Linked DNA regions of Sus scrofa: region 1 is linked to region 2. Evidence: chromatin contacts called from public HiChIP or PLAC-seq data. All regions are on one chromosome and are shown on one strand. Each heading gives the region's core, a stretch centred on a gene start, on an enhancer-like site or on the middle of the called end of the contact. The rest is flanking DNA. Distances are from core to core; before and after follow the strand shown.

Evidence for each region. HiChIP or PLAC-seq counts read pairs in DNA pulled down with a chosen protein or histone mark.
Region 1: a contact with region 2 is called in an H3K27ac HiChIP or PLAC-seq map of alveolar macrophages. The contact joins the promoter of NUFIP1 here to the promoter of LOC102159419 in region 2. A contact is called at or near these places in 3 of 47 Hi-C or Micro-C datasets (fetal skeletal muscle, fibroblasts and heart right ventricle) and 1 of 2 datasets of contacts at active chromatin or transcription factors (alveolar macrophages).

Annotation. Positions count from the first base shown.
Region 1 is chr11:22,264,259-22,270,543 of Sscrofa11.1, forward strand. It overlaps NUFIP1 (nuclear fragile X mental retardation-interacting protein 1), which reads left to right and starts at 3,189. Exons shown (of 10, transcript XM_001927425.5): 1 at 3,189-3,664. The coding sequence starts at 3,256. GPALPP1 (GPALPP motifs-containing protein 1) reads right to left here and starts at 3,140. Exons shown (of 9, transcript XM_021065611.1): 1 at 2,964-3,140. The coding sequence starts at 3,051.
Region 2 is chr11:22,320,686-22,326,926 of Sscrofa11.1, forward strand. It overlaps LOC102159419, which reads right to left and starts at 4,161. Exons shown (of 3, transcript XM_021065393.1): 1 at 4,015-4,161; 2 at 2,853-3,913. The coding sequence starts at 4,161. The coding sequence ends at 3,200. It overlaps TRNAE-UUC (a tRNA gene), which reads left to right and starts at 4,154; the gene lies at 4,154-4,225.

The sequences.
Region 1 (6,285 bases), core at 1,939-4,438, 57 kb before region 2:
AGTTATCAGATGAGATTCAAGAAACCCAAGCTGAGGAAATTCGGACACAGGTCACAATGCAGACGAACCTGAGGACATTATGCTAAGTGAAATAAGCCAGTCACAAAAAAGACAAATACTTTATGATCCCACAAAAGTGAAGAGATCTATAACACACATATCTGAAAAATGACTTCTATATAGACTATATAAAGAATTTTACCAACCAGAAAGAAAAGACAGGCAACTCAATGGAAAAAGGAGCAAAAGACTTGGATATGACACACATCCAAATGGCCAAAAACATATGAAAAGATAGTCAACTGCCTTCATCACCAGGGAAATGCACATTAAAACTACTACTGGATACAGCTACAAACCACCGAATCAAAAAGACAGAAAAAAACCCTTACGTATTTCTGAGTGAGAGCATGGAAAAACAGGAATTCTCATACATGCTGGTGGAAGTGTGAACTGGTGGTACTACGGGAAATGTTTGGCATGTGTCTACGAAAGCTGATTATGTGCGTATCCAATGACCCAACGATTCCAAAAGAAATGCAACATGTGCTCACCAAAAGTCATGTCCTGGAATACACAGCAACACTTTAACTGCCAAAAAAGGGTAAAGTATTCAGACGTTCCTCAGCAGCAAAATGGACAAATCAACTGTAGGACTTTCATACAACAGACTACCAGATGGTAACAGTAAACAGTCTATAATAACACCAACAATAATTCATCAACATGATGACTCTCCAAGTGCTGAATATGAAGCCAGTTACAAAAGAGTTCATACTTTATTTTTCCATCTACATAAAGCACAAAAGTCTGCAAAACTCATCTATGATGGTTTAAGTTAGGACAGTGGTTATCCTTTGGTTGAAAGAGGAATGGGGAGACAGGTAGAATGGAAGATGCACCAGGGGAACTTCTATGACGTAACATAGTGAATTTCAAGGATAATGGTACTAATAAACTTCTCAAAAGTCCAGATAGAAGAATAATGAGATTGAAAAATGGTATTTCAAGATTTTTTGGCAACTCTTTTAGGATCAGCCATCTTGGAAGTTCTGAAGGGAACGGTTTCTGGTTTGGGGAATTACATGCTAACAATGACATGGTGGAGTTCCCTAGTGGCCTAGCAGTTAAGGAGTCAGCATTGTCACTGCTGTAGTGTGGGTTTGATCTCATGCTCAGGAACTTCCACATTCCATTAGTGCAGCCAAAAAAAAAAAAGGGCATGCTATGTGCTTGATGAAGAACCGAGGTCACTTGGCAAATATCTACCAAGGTCCATTTGTGTGCCAAGCAGGTTGGAGAGACAAGGTAGCGGGGAATAGAGACACAATGTTAACTGCTGACAGTAAGGGTAAGAATGACCACACAAAAGAAACAAATGGGAAGGAGTAGACAGAAAGAGTACCTGAAGTAAAGGCTGGTAGAATGATAGAAGGAAATCATAACAGAAGTAGCTATCTGGCACATGGTGGCTGCTTACCTGCAAATCCTGCCTTAGTTTAAAATCAGGGAATACGGAGTTCCCGTCGTGGCGCAGTGGTTAATGAGTCTGACTAGGAAGCAAGAGGTTGCGGGTTTGATTCCTGGCCTCACTCAGTGGGTTAAGGATCCAGCGTTGCCAGGAGCTGTGGTGTAGGTTACAGACGCGGCTCAGAACTGGCATTGCTGTGGCTCTGGCCTAGGCTGGTGGCAACAGCTCCGATTAGACCCCTAGCCTGGGAACCTTCATATGCCTTGGGAGCTGCCCTAGAAAAGGCAAAAAGACCAAAAAAATAAATAAAAAATAAAATAAAATCAGGGAATACAGTGAACCAAAACCAACATAAGTGTAGGAACCTGACTAAAACATTGGGTTAACCTCACTTTCCTTCAACCTTAGTTGAATGGAACCTTCCTTGCTAAAATAAAGGCTTGACTTTTTAATGGCTATAGCAGAAATGAGACCTGGAAAGAAACCTCTAAGTGGAAACATGGTTTCTAGATAGTCAAAGAATGCAAATAGATTCAGGAATGGGAAGGTTATTCTTTCAGCTTTACTTTTTTCCAACTTTAGCTAGTCCCAGCCTACCAATTAGAACATGAAAGGACAGATACTCATCATGGAGGAGTCAGAAGCATTTATTTGACAAATATGGGGGTGCCTATTAGTCCTTAAGGCTAGAAAACCGAGTACAATGGTGGAAACAGATATGTCGGCAAGTTATGAAAAAACAGTATGTTAAAATGTGATGTAATTAAGCAGGAGTAAACCCCCTGGGTAAAGAGGGGGTGACAATGCGAGAAGAGTTTGGAAACATTTCACTGAGGTGATACTGAAGTTAGACCTTGAAGGATGGGGTAGGAGTTTGTCAGGTATGTCAAGAAGTGCAGGGCAAGGCTCCAGGGAGCCAAGAGAATTGAAGAACTGCGCAGAAACTCGCGTTGGTTTGAGCTTTGGGCTCTGTGTGTTAGATGCAATGACAGGATGAAAGGCTAGGAAAGCAGGTCCGGGGTTAGAGAGCAAAGCATCTTCTGCAAGAGCCAAAGGCATTAGTTGTACGTCAGGAGGCAAGATGAGAGGCCAGAAGCATGGGCTTCATTCTAATCCGGGCACCACTACTTGCTAGTTGCGAGGTCTGGGCAACAGCCTGGGCCTCAGTGTCCTCAATTGCATCGTGTAATAATAATCTTTACCTTATACAGTAACCAAGAGGACTATATGACTTAATATGTATCGGCCCTTCAGTACAGTGTCCAGCCCTTTAAGCGCTAAATTGGGATACACCATCACCATGATGATAACCGGACCAAAGCTCGTTTCTGCGGCCCCACGGCCGCCTCGCCACCGCCACAGCCTGGGAAGGAAAGTTAGCTCGGGTCGGGCCTCGCCCACTCGCCACTCCTCCCTCAGGCTCCCAGGCCTCGGACTTGTACTCCCAGAGCCGGGGTCGGGCCTGGCGGGCAGGGGACACGCCGCCGCTTACCCGGGCTGAGGTCCCGCTCCTCGTCCTCCGCTGAACCGCTGGCCTTGAAGCCGGGCGGTAGCGCCGGCCCAATCAGATCTCTCGCCATCCGCGGTGGCGGCCCTGGTCCCTCACACTAAGCGTGTCTATGTCAAGTCAATCTCAAACCCGGAGCCTGCGATTCGCCGTAAAGGAGAGAAGCTTTTTCCGGCGCCGACCAATGACGCTTCAGCCTGTGATTGGCTGAGCCTTATCTAACGGAAGTGGTGCCTAAGGCTTTACTCCACGCTGGGTTCCCTACCTGGCGGGTGGCATGGCTGAACCGGCAAGTGGTTTTGTGACTCCCACCGGGTGGTTTCCAGCTCCAGAGCTGACTCCCACGTTGGGGCCTCTGAGCGACCAAGCCTCGGCCTCGGAAAACTGGATGTACTGGGCGATGCTGCCGCCTCCCCCACCCCCTTCCTCGCTTCCCGCAGCAGAATCCAAGCCTTCCTCGGAGGCGCAGCCCCCGGCGGAGGCCCAGGCTCTTCCTGAGGCGCCTCCCCCTTTCGACGCTCAGATTCTTCCTGGGGCGCAGCCCCCCTTCCACGCCCAGTCCGCCCTTGAGTCTCAGCCTCAATTCGATGGCCAGCCCTACTGGAATTACCAGGCTTCGACTTCATGGTACTGGACGCAGTCTCCTGGTATTTTTCCTCAGTATCAGAACTCCCACAACACTCCAGGTACGTTTCTCCTCTCCGTACCCCTTACCTTTATCCTCCCTGTCTTCTCTCTCCTATCTGACCCTCGTTCCTCTGTCACCTTTTGGTACTGCCTTGCACTCTTGGAGTCTGGTCATTAATGTCTCACGATTTGTTCCACAGTTATCTTTTCCCCGCCTGTTCCTTCAGTTTAGCAACTATTTATCGAGTTCCAACTATGAACCAGGAAGCGCTACTATAGCAGTGAACAAAACATACCAAAATCCTTTAAGGAGTTTAACATCTGTTGTAGGAAGACAGACAATAAACAAAACAAACAGTGTGTGTTAGAAAGTGGTGAGTGCTGGAGTTCCCGTCGTGGCGCAGTGGTTAACGAATCCGACTAGGAACCATGAGGTTGCGGGTTCGGTCCCTGCCCTTGCTCAGTGGGTTAACGATCCGGCGTTGCCGTGAGCTGTGGTGTAGGTTGCAGACGCGGCTCGGATCCTGCGTTGCTGTGGTTCTGGCGTAGGCCGGTGGCTACAGCTCCGATTCGACCCCTAGCCTGGGAATCTCCATATGCCGCGGGAGCGGCCCAAGAAATAGCAACAACAACAACAACAAAAAGACAAAAAGACAAAAGACAAAAAAAAAAAAAAAAAAAAAAGTGGTGAGTGCTATGGAGAAAGCAAAAAAGAGCGACAGGCAGTGCAGTTTTAAATGTCAGTGTCAGTCGGTGTCAGGGAGGTGAGGGATTGGAGGAATGCATATGTCTGGCGGATAGGGGTGCAGGCAGAGGGACCCGCAAGTGCAAAGGCCTTCAGGCAGGAGCTTATCAGTCAGAATGGTAGCCATTGTGGCTAGAGAGGACTGAGCCTGGGGTAGAGCTGTGTGGGGGAAGAGAGCCTTGTAGATCATGGTACTTTGACTTTTACTGTTGTGATATACTGAGTGCAGGGGAATGGCGTGATTTGAGTTATGTTTTAAAAGGATTTATATGGCTACCTGTTGGAATCGACTGAAAAGAAGTTGAGTTAGAGTTACTGCAGTTAACCAAGTGAGAGACATTGGCGACTTGGACCACGGCAGAGCTCCAGAGATGATGAGAAGTAGTGTGTGTGTGTGTGTGTGTGTGTGTATTTTTTTTTTTTTTCTTTGACTATGCTGGTGGCATATGGAAGTTCTAGGCCAGGGATTATACCCCTGCTACAGTAGTGACAATGCCTGATCCTTAACCTGCTGAGCCACCGGGGAATCCCTAGCTGCATTTTGAAGGTAGCAAGGGCCAACTTGATTTGCCGAAGCAATGGATGTGGGATGTGACTGATTTAAAGAGGAGACAAGAATAACTTAAAGGTTTTTGCCAAACAAGTGGAAGGATGTGGATGGAGTAGATTTGAAAAGGAAACAGGGCTTGACTTTGGAATATGATTTGTGTCAAGAAGAGATACTGAACTGACTGTTAGCTATTAGTTTGTACTTTCAGGGGAGGGTCAAGTCTAGAGCTGTAAATTGGGGTGACATCAACATGTAGATCATACTTAAAGCCATGAGATTGTTCACATAGATCCATTCACTTCACATTAAATTGAATCCAAATCAGTGTTTACTGTGTGCCAAATGCTGGAGATATGAATGTGCCTAAGACTCCCAAGTGAAGTGAGATGGGTTAATAAATGTAAATCACAACTCAGTGTGGCTGGTGATAGAAGCAAATAAAAGGAGATTTCAGAGTATGGAGGAAGTTGGGGAAAACTTTTGGAAGATGTGTAATGGGAGATGTTTAATATTCAGGAGGGAAGAGTAGGGTAAGCAAGTAAAGTGGAGTCTCATCGAGGGACTCTGAAGCCGTTTGCTCCCAGGATTTTTTTTTGTTTGTTTTTTCAGGGCTGCACCTGCGGCACATGGAGGTTCCCAGGCTAAGAATCGAATGTAGCTGCAGCTGCCAGTCTACACCACAGCCACAACAATGCAGGATCCGAGCTGCATCTGCACCCTATCCCACAGCTCACAGCAACGCCAGCTCCTTAACACACTGAGCAAGGCCAGGGATGGAACCTGCATCCTCATGGATGCTAGTTAGATTTGTTAACCACAGAGCCGCGACAGGAACGCCTTGCTTCCGGAATTTTGAGCAAGGTTGTGATGATTTGAGGATTATTTTTGTGGTGTCAGTGTGTAGAGCCCGTTGGAAGGGAAAGTTAAGACCAGAAGGACAGTGTGGGAAGCTGTCACAGTGATCTGAGTGAAAGGTCAAGGTTTCAAAGTTGGGTCATGGCTATAAGAAAGGAACAAAAACTTCGAGGAAATGTATTTCACAAGATTCCATTTTCCTGGTGTAAAATTGATGCTGAAAGATCTATATTAGGGATTTTATGGTTTAAATTTATAATGTTTGAAATAGCTAAAAGGGATTTTACCAGGTTAGCTTGTCTATTCCTTTACTTAGACTCCTAAAGCATCTGTGGATGTGTAATCCTACCAATATGTTTTAATTTGAAAAATATTGGGAGTTCCTGTCATGGCGCAGTGGTTAACGAACCCAGCTAACCATGAGGTTTTGGGTTCGATCTCTGGCCTTGCTCAGTGGGTTAAGGATCTGGCGTTGTCATGAGTTTTGGCGTAGGCTGGCGGCTACAACTCCAATGCGACCCCTAGCCTGG
Region 2 (6,241 bases), core at 2,911-5,410:
GAGTTATATAACCTAAAAAAGCCCCAAGGGAGCTCTGTTATCCCAGTGGCCTCCTGAGCTCGGATCCAATTTTAGAAATTGAACCTAATGTTAGGCCATGAAGATTAACTCACCCCAACTGGTGAGCAGGGACAGATGCTGTTACCCAAAAGAGCTCTGAGGTTAACTTAATGCCATAGGCTGGGTCTGTGCTGGCCAGAGCTCTCCTTGGGAGAGTGGAATTTAATTGGCACTTATTTTCGATGCCCTTATAAAGGGTGACTCCTGGGCCTACTGAAATGGAAACCATCCATGCTCCTAAATGACTGACAGGCAGGGGACCTGAATTGCACCCACGGCTTTGGCTAATGTAGATGCCCGGCAAGTATAATGTATTGGGGGCTTTTTTCCAGAATCAAATGTATCAAAGGGTGGATGAAATGGGAGAGCTGCCCAGTGAGAGTCAGCCTTAGATGCATGGGAACAGGAATAGCGGTTCCTTGTGTCAACAAGGAGGCTTTTTTGGTGTGTGCAGAACTAAAGAAATGCAGCTCACTTACTGGTCTGGCTAAACTTCAAAAATGTGTGTTTTTTCCCCTCCTCCCAGGAACATTTTGTTCACGCTGCTGGTTAAAAGGGGGCAGCTTTCACACAGAAGTACAGCAGGAAGTATTTAAGTGAGATAAAAGGAAGGACTACTTGGCAGAATGAGTGAGTGCAGGACTGGGTTCCCAGGGGGATTATGGAATCTGATTTTTATTCATGGACTCTCCTGTTAAATAACTTAAATAATAAGGGCAGCAAGGCATAAGCCTATGTGGATCATTGTTAGAGGCCTGTGCTTTAGGATTTGGCAGAAATGAATCCAATAGACTTGAAGCTTTATGGGACTGAACAGGCCTCAGAGTTAGTGTCAGATGTGGAAAGAAGAATGAGGAGGTACAGATAGAGGTGGAACAAAGGGATCGGGGCAGGAAAGCATGAAGGGCAAGTGGGACAGAGAAAGAAGGGTGACGGGAATGTGGTCCCTAAAGAGGGGACATGGGAGGATAATGTTAGCAGGGTATGAGAGGGCTGGATTATGGAAAGCCAGGAAGCTTGGCCAGGGAGTTTTGATTTTACTTAACAGGCAACTACAAGTTTTTCTGAAGGTTTTTGAGTAGAAATGTGTTTCAGGGATCATGGTCTTTTAGAGGTTGAAGGGAACCTAAAGTCATGTAGTTTGGTGTTTCTCAAACTTAGTGGCATCAGAATCAGTGGGGGTAGGGGTGGTGGCTCGTGTTTGATAAAATTCAGACTCCCAGGCCCTGTTCCTAGAAGTGCTCATTCAGAAGCTCTGGGTGGGGCTGGGAATCTGCAGTTTAACAAAGGCACTGGTGGTGCTGGTGTTAAGACCCTCACTGGAGGGAGTTCCCATCATGGCTCAGCAGTAACGAATCTGACTAGTATCTGTGAGGACCCCGGTTCAATCCCTGGTCTCGCTCAGCAGATTAAGGATCAGGCGTTGCTGTGAGCTGTGGTGTAGGTCACAGATGCAGCTTGGATCCAGCGTTGCTATGGATCCAGCTGCCTGCCTGCCTACACCACAGCCACAGCTCTGATTCCACCCCTAGCCTTGGGGAGCAGGGAACAGGGGGTGGACCCCACATTAGAGGCCACTGATGGCCTCCTGGGAGACCCTGTCCAAGGGGTCCAAGCAGGGAAGCCCCTGATGAACGCATAGAGAACCACTGAGAAAAAAGAGCCCTAAAACATGTTCAGGCCCAGAAAGCCAGAAACTGACTTCTGACAGTACCAGTCCAGTCCAGTCCAGTCAGAAGTTCCCATCCCCCTTTCTCTTGCCCTCCCTTACTCCAACCTTGGACGGCCTTGGAACTCTGAAGGGAGGAAGACCAAGATCAAAATGAGAAATGGATCACACCCCTCTATTGGGACAGCAGGGTAAATATTTAACCTGTGTTGCTAAATAGCATACTATTTTTTTTTTTTAGGGTCACACCCATGCCATATGGAAATACCCAGACTAGAGGTCAAATCAGAGCCACAGCTACCAGCCTAGGCCACAGCCACATCAATGCCAGATCTGAGCCAGAGTCTGCAACCTACACCACCGCTCACCGCAATGTGGGATCCTTAACCCACGGAGTGAGGCCAGGGATCAAACCTGCATCCTCTGAGTCACAATGAGAACTCCCAGAACACTTTTTTTTTTTTTTTTAACTGCAAAAAAGCCGTGCCTTGGAGTATCTGCCTATTTCTGGGGTGTAAATACTCTCCCAGCAAGGCCATCTCAGGCTACCAATGTGATGTCACCCAATATAGGGTTAGAAAGAGAAGCCTGCAGTTAGACAATGTGATCTGGTGGGAGCCCGATTCAGCTCACCGCTGTTCATAGCCTGAAGTGATACCCAAGATGGAGCAGTGGGGGAGAACCATCTGGAATGAAGATGGAATTGCTGAAAAGTGCATTGTCCTGGACTGTGCTTTATTATTTAAGGTGACCATAGGGTTTTCTGTTCCTGCTCAAATTCTCATCCATGCCAAGGAAAAAGAGGAACACATTTCGGTTTGGGAGACGAAAGAAAAGTTGCATTTTGGTTATATCCCAAGGATGGTGCCTGTCCAATGTATGGGTTACACCGGGAACTTTTGTCTTTAAAACTGGTAAGATACATTTTAAAAAGAATTACCAAGTGGAAATACAGAACTGAAAGGTATAGGTGAAATCTCGGCCCCCAGACCGAGAACCGCAGTCGTAGGATGTCCTCCAGAGAAAGGCAGCTGGCTCACTGATTAAAAAACAAACAAGTGAAACTGTTCAAAAATGCAAAGATAGTACAGGAAGTACCCGCCCAAACTCGAGTAAGACCTACCTCATACTATGAAGATTAAATGAGCAAACGAATGTGAACGTGTCTCATACACACAGTAGGTTTGCAGCCAGCAAGTTGTGGTCTTCCTCCAGAGCTTCGCGAAGTTTCAATGGTGTTGGCCTCTCCCTTAGGGGAGCTTGATTTGTGTGAATACATGTCGAAGTCGTTTCTATTTCAGGGCTTTTTCCACCCCTGCTCTCCTGTTGCCGAATGTCACACGGAGGCCTTAAGAGAACCTCAGTCAGGGGCAGATCGAGAACTTTCGAAGACCCTTGGGCAGGTGGGGCCAGAGGGGGGAGTAAAGGAGAACCAGAACCAGCTTTTAACCAGGCTCCAAAGGGTCCAGCTCAAGTGAAAACAACTTCTGTGTGGTTTAAGCCACCACGAGGACACCGGGACCAGAGCTCTCCCACGCGGGCTGGCCCAACAACTGGTTCTTTGCGCTTCCTAATCCCCGCAGCCGCCTCTAAGGCAGAAGCTGCGCCGGAGGGATGCTGCTTCCGGCCGCGGCCGGGCTGGGGAACCGCGGGGAACCTTCCATCAGTCATGCCTGCTGGCAGGGAGGGACATGCTCCAGTTCTTAAATCTACCTTCACAAACCACCTTCGTCTACTTTCAGGGACACAAAGCCCGCCTTTTGCCGTTGAGTCAACAGAACCTGGAAAGTTCCAGGCTTCCAGGCAGCCCTCGCTCCGGTTTCTTGAGGGCAAAGAGACACTCTCTGGGGACGGGATGGGGCCGGCATAGCGCGGCGAAGAGAGACAGACGCCCGGGCGCTGAGGACACCCAGGCTTTGAGGCCCAGTGGTCGGGGGCGCACAGCCGGCGCGTGGCCGGGCGCGCGGGTCTGCCCGAGGGCACAGAGGCGAGCCTGCTGCCCTCGGAGCCGCGGCCGGGAGGCTGGTCAGCGGCCGCCAGAGACCGGGCGCCCAGCCCACTGCGGTCTCTTTTCACGGCTCCACACGGCACTTGTTTCTTATTAATGAGTCTACATTCCAAACCCCCGTCCTTCGGTGCTCTGCCGGATTTCTTGTGAGGAATTGTGAATAATGACTCATCAGCCTACAGTCTACACCGGTGTATACGCGGTGTCTAGAATGAGGAGCCTGGAAGAGACCTGAAAAGACGCCAACGTGAGGAGAAAAAGAGATTCGACTCTTCACCTCAAGGCTCCACAGGATAACGCGGACCCGAGGCGTTCCCGCATGCGCAGAAGCGGGTCTGACACAGAGGGCTGGGCGGGGCAAGAGGCAATCAGGCGGAAGACTCAATCTGTCTAGATTGGCAGGCGTGTTCGTCGTCTCCCACATGGTCTAGCGGTTAGGATTCCTGGTTTTCACCCAGGCGGCCCGGGTTCGACTCCCGGTGTGGGAACGCCAGTACTTCCTTTTTGAAAAGTAACCAACAGCAACCCAACTCAAGTTCCTCTTAACTAGGGAAAGATTAGTCTTTTCGGTAAACGGTATAACCTCATTTTAGGGCAGCCAGGAGAGACTGAGGCTGAAGACTCAGGCTGTTCCCTGGATCCGGCATGGGCACACAGCCCACACAAACCCAGTCCGGTCCTGGAGCCGGAGAGGAGGAAGTTAACTTGGACTTGGACCGTGCCAGATTAGCTTTTGAAATGTTGCTTACATCTCAGGAGCCTTGAGCCAGCCATCCTGTGCTAAGATAAATGTTTCAGCTGATTTTTCTGCGTAATTTCTCTTTGTACTATGAATAGGAGCCAAACGACCAAAAAGTGCTCTTCTTTGAAAGAAAAAAGAAAAGACACATTGTAGGACATTGCAGGGCTTTTAAACTGCCGAAAGCCATCCGTTCCTTCGAGAACGACAGCAAGGTTTTTCTGAAAAGAAGTATTATTGAGGGCAAAGGAGGTCAGTGTACAATCTATTGGGTTTCACTAAACCAGTTATTGGGGGGGGCAGGGGGCAGGGAGGAAGAAAAGAAAATTAGGTTATTACAAATATTGAAGAGCGAGGCAATGGCAAAAAAACCACTTTCTTCTCACGCCCTAACATATTTATTTGACACATTCTGTTTTAAAAACGTCAAGAATTCATGATATGCTCAATAAGATCTCTAGAATTAGAAATCTTAGTACTGATGTGTGACCAGTTTCCAACTGTTTCCCAAATAAGTGCATCTTTTGCTGGCATAGTTTATCTCTCTTACCTCTCCAAACATTTGCCATTAGGGAAAACCTCCAGGCATTTAGAAGCCGCACTCTTTCCCATTGGTGTTGAACTGTTTGAAACTCCCCCAGTTTGTTCCCAGACTGCCATTAACACTGAGGAATGACTGTGAAAAAGACTTGGCATCCAAAGGACTTTGAAATTTCCTCTCTTTTTAAAGTCCTTCGGGATTTTAAGGGACAGAAAAATGTCATCCTTCATGAGAAAAATGCTAAGCTAAATAGATGCTTATTCAGAATTCCTAATACAGAGCTTGGAGCAGAAACTGATCATCAGCAGGTACTCTGCATTTATTGAATTGAGTGGGACAGGATTGATAGGAAAATTAAAAGCCTAATCACAATAATACTACTTATTGAGCACATGCTATGAACTAGGCTAAATGTTTTACATACCTTTTTAAATTCGATCTTTATTTTGTTATTAGATAATATTATTATGCCTCTATCAGCCAGGAGCCCAGTAGGAAACTGATGACATTCTTAGCAGAGTTTAATAACAGGACTATTTATGATTTAACCACAAAAAATTATGCAGTCCTCAGGGCTCCCGGGACTAAAATGAGGAAAGAGGAGTTCCCTGGTGGCCTACCTGTTAAAAATCTGATGTTGTCATTGCTCTGGCACTGGTTCTATCCCTGGCCCAGGAACTTCTGCACGTGGATGGGCAAGGCCAAAACAACAACAACAAAAATCCCCAAACTAAAATAAAATGAGCAAGGAGAGGAAGGGTAGTTGATGGACAAGGCTGCCACTTAGGAGCTATGTTTTTTGTTTGTTGTTTTAAAACTTTCTTTCATATGGCAAGTGAGTTCCATTCACGTGAAGGTTGTTAAATAAACTCATCCTATGTACTGTTCATTTCCATAAAATAGATTTGTGGCCTCACAAAATTTGACAAAAGTTTCTTTTGGATGCAAATGATACTTAAGAGCCCCAGAGCATGGTAGATACTTCTACAGACACGTACTTAATAAAAGGAAGAGCTTAACTTTGTGGGGAGGTGGTTGCTTGCATTATATTTGTCATTTTTACTGCCTCGTATTTTACAAAACGTTTTTCCATAATTTTTATTAATCATCTTTATAATCAGTCTAGAGTCATACACTGAACTGCAAATGCCCTTTGCAGCCATTTAATGGAACCCCTCATTTTACTCATGAAGCATTGGTTCTGGATTTTATGCCTCTGATTCC